2 separate regions of the Mus musculus genome follow, and region 1 is linked to region 2. The links are chromatin contacts, called in public HiCAR-type maps. All regions are on one chromosome and are shown on one strand. Each heading gives the region's core, a stretch centred on a gene start, on an enhancer-like site or on the middle of the called end of the contact. The rest is flanking DNA. Distances are from core to core; before and after follow the strand shown.

Region 1 (2,700 bases), core at 67-2,566, 2.6 Mb after region 2:
CTGCTGGCCTCTATACTCGCCTATGATTGGTAATTGGGTTGGTGACCTGGGCCGGAGCTCAAAATGCTCAGGAGCCCAATTAAAGCCTGGGGCCTGGTTCTGATAAGCTCTGGGTTGAGATCTACCAGGAAGATCTCTGCCCATTCTGCAGGATGAATTCTTCCAGATTTCTCATCCTGGGAAGAATAATTAGTTCCTAAAACTCAGATAAAAAGAAAAAATAATTAGCAAGAGTGAACAAACGGGGGCTGTGGGGCTGTTCTTCCCGGCTCTTGATGCTCAGGAGTGGGGTGCCCAGGGCATAGTGGGCAGGGAAGGATAGGTGCCCAACTCTACTGAGACGCTTGCCCAGACCCTGCCTTCTGCTGCCCAAGTGCCCTACACAGGAAACACCGAAAGATAAGGGACTTCAGGGTAGTAGGCTGCCAATCACAAATATACGGAACAGGTGGGCCGGTGTGTGAACAAAGACTAGGGGAATTCCTCACAGGGAAGCTATTCCTCTTGTTCCACTGTGGCACTGGAAACCAAACCCTGATGTGCATTTATAATAAGCCATGTTTCCAACCCTTTTCTGTCTGGGTGTAGTGCACACCTTTGATCCCAATACCTGGGACACAGAGGCAGGTGGATGACAGTGAGTTAAAGATCAGCCAGTCTATATACATATATAGAGAGTTCCAAGGCAGTAGGAGATACATAGGGAAAACCCCAACTCAACCAGTTTTCTCCACAAGGCAAGGTGGCTTGGCTTACACACCTTTAATTTCCCTCTACTGGAGGAGGCTGGGGTGGAAGGATTGTCATCAGTTCAAAACCAGCCTGAGATACAGAGGGAGACTTCCTTCTCAAAAGGAGAAACAATAAAATATAGAAGAAGAAAAGGGGGAGGAGGAGGAGGAGGAGGAGGAGGAGGAGGAGGAGGAGGAGAAGGAGAAGGAGAAGGAGAAGGAGAAGGAGAAGGAGAAGGAGAAGGAGAAGGAGAAGGAGAAGGAGAAGGAGAAGGAGAAGGAGAAGGAGAAGGAGAAGGAGAAGGAGAAGGAGAAGGAGAAGGAGAAGAAGAAGAAGAAGAAGAAGAAGAAGAAGAAGAAGAAGAAGAAGAAGAAGAAGAAAAGAAGGAAGAACAAGAAAAGGAAGAACAAGAAGAAGAAAAAGAAAAGAGGTAACAATTTTAAAACAAGCACACCCTGCCTTTCTCCAGACTGGCAAACTCAGGCAACTAGTGTAGGGATGACTAGGAGCGTAAGGCCTGGGCGCGGTACACGAGCCAGTCGGGGTCCGGGCGCGCGCCCGGCCCGCCCGGGGCGGCTCTAGCCAGAGGCCCGCCCTCGGGTGTCCCCTCGGCCCGGCGCTCCAGCTCCTCCCTGGCCAGCGGAGCTGAGAGCCGGCGACCATGCAGGCCCTGCCGCTGGGGCTGCAGCTCGCCCTGCTGGTGGCGGCGGGGGCCGGGGCGCGCGTGAGCGCACCGCGGAGCCTGGCGTGGGGCCCTGGGTTGCAGGCCGCCGCCGTCCTGCCCGTGCGCTACTTCTTCCTGCAGTCGGTGGACTCGGACGGCCGGAACTTCACTAGCTCGCCGCCAGGTCAGCGCCCGTTGCCGTCCCCGCGCGTCCCTGTCCCCACACGTGGCCATCTCCCCACTGCGGGTGTCGTCTTCTCTCCCCTCCCATCGGCGTCCCTTCCCTCCTCCCTGACACCCACGGGGGCGGGAGGTGCCACTCAGGACCGTTGGGTGACTAACTCCAAAGGCTGGGCCACAGGTCCCGCCCGGTGACAGATGTAAGGGTAAGTAGAGTAAACGGCGCCTGTGGGGTCCCACGGAGCGCAGTGGTGCCATCACGTGATGCAGATGGCCCTTCCTGGCCTGCAGGGCGCGCCTTCCTCCCTCCCTCAGCAGCCCACTCTTCTTAGGCCCGCAGTGCAGACCACGCGAAGCAGGGAAACTTCCTAGAACCGGAGAAGGGAGGCGCTTGTCTTGAATCTCAGCAGGGCCCTCCTCCCACATCTGATTGCTTCTCTGGACTTGTCCAGCTGGTTTCAACTTGTTGCCAGTCAGGATTTGCTAATTTGTGTCTAAATGTAAGGCTGCTCCCATCTGGCGTCCTGTTTTGCCTGCAAAGAGGCAGAGAACTCCTTGGCGTCCTCCACCGAGCAAACGGGAATTTCACGTACTTAGAAGTCACGTGTATATGGTAATCCTGGAGTAAAAAAGAGGATGGCAATGTCTGCCTATCGAAAACTTAAGACTCTGCTGAGAAAATAGATAATAAGCAACCTGCCTATCAGGGCAAAGCACAGTTGCTGCAATTGGATTTCTGCAGCCTGGTGTAAACATTAAAGAACTGCCAATAGGTCCAAGGGAGTCTGGGAAGCTTCAGGAGTGCGGGTTTGGAGGCTGAGAGGGGTTTCTAGACTGGCTTGCAGCCGCGCAAAAGCAGAGAGCGCGAGGATCAAGTGTTGAGAACAGGAGTCTGTGGAACATGGTTCAGATTCAAACCGTGTTATGGTGTATCTGCAGTTCTGTAATAAATAAATGAACCCAGATAAGCACTCATGTGGTTACAGCAGGAGAGTAAGGATCCCCCCCCCCCATTTTAAAAATCTTTTTCCCCAAATAAAATGTTCTGCAAAGATTATTCGGATATGTGTGTGTTTGTATATGCCACTTGTGAGCTGGTGCCTATAGAGACCAGAAGAGAGCAC
Region 2 (2,700 bases), core at 2-2,501:
AGGGTCTCTCTGTGTAGCCCTGGCTGTCCTGGAATTCACTCTGTAGACCAGGCTGGCCTTGAACTTAGAAATTTACCTGCCTCTGCCTCCCAAGTACTGGGACTAAAGGTGTGTGCCACCACAGCTGGCTATACTTGGTTATTGTGGTGGCTGGTTTTCAGTTTTTAGCTAACTACTTCCAGATAGACACGCCCATCTGATCAATGTTAGAGTGCTAGATTGTCTTTTCAAACGTGATTTTGGGAGGAAAGTTGATTTTTCTGAAGGTCACCTGATCAGGATTGTCAAGGACAAAAAGCCCTTACCAAATCAATAAAGTAGCTTCATTTTTTCTCAAATGAATTCAAAGTTTTTCATTTTACATTTTGAGACCTCCTGCTGGCTGTCATTTAGTGGCTTTCTATATTCTATAATATATTTCTATATTCTCAGAATAGGGTCTAGGCTATTAAATGGTTAAAACACTCAATTTGGTCTGGCTTCCTTTTTAACTCTACAGTGTCACCTGCTAGTCCGTCTCCCGGCCAACTGTGTTCAACCAGTCAAACATAACTTTTTTTTTTTTTTAACTATGATTTTATGAACATTGTTCCTTCTGCCTTTTTAATCCTTTTTACCTAACTAAAACGAGCTCCCCTCCCCCAACTAGCTTTCAGCTCAGGCTAACTTCAGGGAATCTATGTCTCCCTTCCCCAGCTTCGTAGGGCTTCCCCTTGTGTATGCTTCATTCATAGTATCCCGAATTCCTTCACTCACGGTGGGTACACACCCCATTCTATTCGAGTTGCCTCTTCTGCTGTGTGCATTTGTCATCTGACAGCAGGCAGGCCACTTCCAGTTCATCCATACACCTAGTTGCTCTCACAGTGCTATGGAACAAGACAGGCGTTCAATGTTACTTCTTGAAAATAGGATATATAAACACCTGGAGATATGTTGAGTGGTTGAGAGAACAGGAGACAGCCATGTCAGGAGATGGTGCAGTTACAGCGTCCTGAGCCTCTGGAATACGCAGGACTCGTCTCACCCCTCAGTTAGTGACAGTTATGCTTCAAGCAAGAATGGCGAAGACGCTCAGGGCCGTCCGTGTTGGGCCGTCCGAGTACTGAAAAGAAAACGAGCCTTTGGAGGCGCACAAAGGTGAAGGGGCAAGGCCAAGAGCTCCATTTTACTTCCCCGCTCGAAGCTCCCGAGCAGTAGCTCCAAATGTTTATCCTGGTAACAAGCTGTTGATGCGTCATCACTTAGTGCCGGGTGGAGTGGGGAGGGGAGGGAGACGAGGCCCACGCGAAGGAAGTGACGTAAGAAATGTGCGCCCCGGAGAGCGCCGGCAGGTAAGCCGGAGGAGACCATGCTTCCCCGGCGCCTCCTGTTGGTCGGGGAGGGGAATTTCTCCTTCGCCGCTTCTCTGATCGACGGCCTGGATCCCAGCGTCAGTGTTACCGCTACCGGCTTCCAGCACCGGGCGGCTCTGGAGGGAGATCCGGTAGCGCTAGAGAACCTAAAGCGCCTGCGCGAACGAGGTAGCAAGTCCCAGCCCGCCCCGAGGGCCCGCCCGGAGCGTAAGGGTGTGGCTCGCGCGGGGAACTCGAGGGCGCCTCCTGGGGGCGCTCAGGCGGATGCGCGTGTGTGCTCAGGTCTGGGCTGGGCTGCATTGTTGGCAACCCAACCATGCATTGAGTGGTGGTGTTTGTCCAGGTTTACAGATCTTAAGACGTCTTTTGGTCTCTATTTCACGCCTTTAAACCTTGCCAGGTGTCGAAGTGCGTTTTGGTGTGGACTGTACCCAGCTGTCACATGCCTTGCCAGCCGACGATAGGGATTTTGATCGAATTTATTTCAACTTCCCGCACTGTGGACGAAAAGCTGGAGTAGCTAAGAACAGGGAACTGCTTGCCAAGTTTTTCCAGAGGTGAGGCAAGACGAGTCCTGGCATAGAAAATGTTTCCAGGTTCCCATAACCAAATCACTGCACACAAACTTTGTCGTTGGGGAAATAAGTTGCTAGAATACACGAGGAAAGAAGATAAAACCCAGAGAAAACCATAATCTTGTCTTAAAGATTTACGTATAACCCTAGATGTTAAAGTATAAATTACAAGGAAAAGGCAAGTTTATTTTTCAAAAATTAGTGTGTGTATGAGTGTGGCGGTCAGAGAACAACTTACAGAAGCGGGTCCTCCTTCCATCGTGTATCCAGGAGATAGAACTTTGGCTACTAGGCTTGGTGGCAAGCACCATTACCCAAATTGTGTGTGTGTGTGTGTGTGTGTTTTTAAATATGGATATGGGTGTTTTGTCGGCATGCATGTCTGTGCAACAGTTGTGTGCCTCCTTAGAGGACATTGGTTCCCCTGGGACTAGAGTACTGATTGGTGTCGCCATCATATGGGTACTGAAAATTGAACTTTTGAACAGCTAGTGCTCTTAACTGCTGAATCTTTCAGCCCACCTCAAAAAGGTTTTAAAAAATGCAAATCGTAAGAGTCAGTATAGCTTGATGACGACAAGATTGGATTTAAGAGTCACATGGCCTAGGTTCAAATCCTAGCTCGCTGCTTACCAGTTAAAACTGTCGTCAGGTGTAGCCCTTACCTGCTTCTCCTCCCACCCCAATCTATAAACTGGCTATTAATAGCAGCTTAAAGTGATTATGAATTTAAAATAGTACTTTAACATCAGTATTCCAAACTGTATTCG

The links. HiCAR-type assays count read pairs that join an accessible place to other places.
Region 1: a contact with region 2 is called in a HiCAR-type map of astrocytes, with 5 times the contacts expected there. The contact joins the promoter of Poglut3 here to the promoter of 1110032A03Rik in region 2. A contact is called at or near these places in 3 of 39 promoter capture datasets (embryonic stem cells, hippocampal neurons and liver) and 1 of 115 datasets of contacts at active chromatin or transcription factors (astrocytes).

The regions. Positions count from the first base shown.
Region 1 is chr9:53,382,707-53,385,406 of GRCm38.p6, forward strand. Poglut3 (protein O-glucosyltransferase 3) reads left to right here and starts at 1,317. Exons shown (of 8, transcript NM_212445.2): 1 at 1,317-1,580. The coding sequence starts at 1,394.
Region 2 is chr9:50,766,933-50,769,632 of GRCm38.p6, forward strand. 1110032A03Rik (RIKEN cDNA 1110032A03 gene) reads right to left here and starts at 1,252. Exons shown (of 4, transcript NM_023483.4): 1 at 926-1,252. The coding sequence starts at 967. It overlaps Fdxacb1 (ferredoxin-fold anticodon binding domain containing 1), which reads left to right and starts at 1,306. Exons shown (of 5, transcript NM_198675.2): 1 at 1,306-1,523; 2 at 1,756-1,912. The coding sequence starts at 1,352.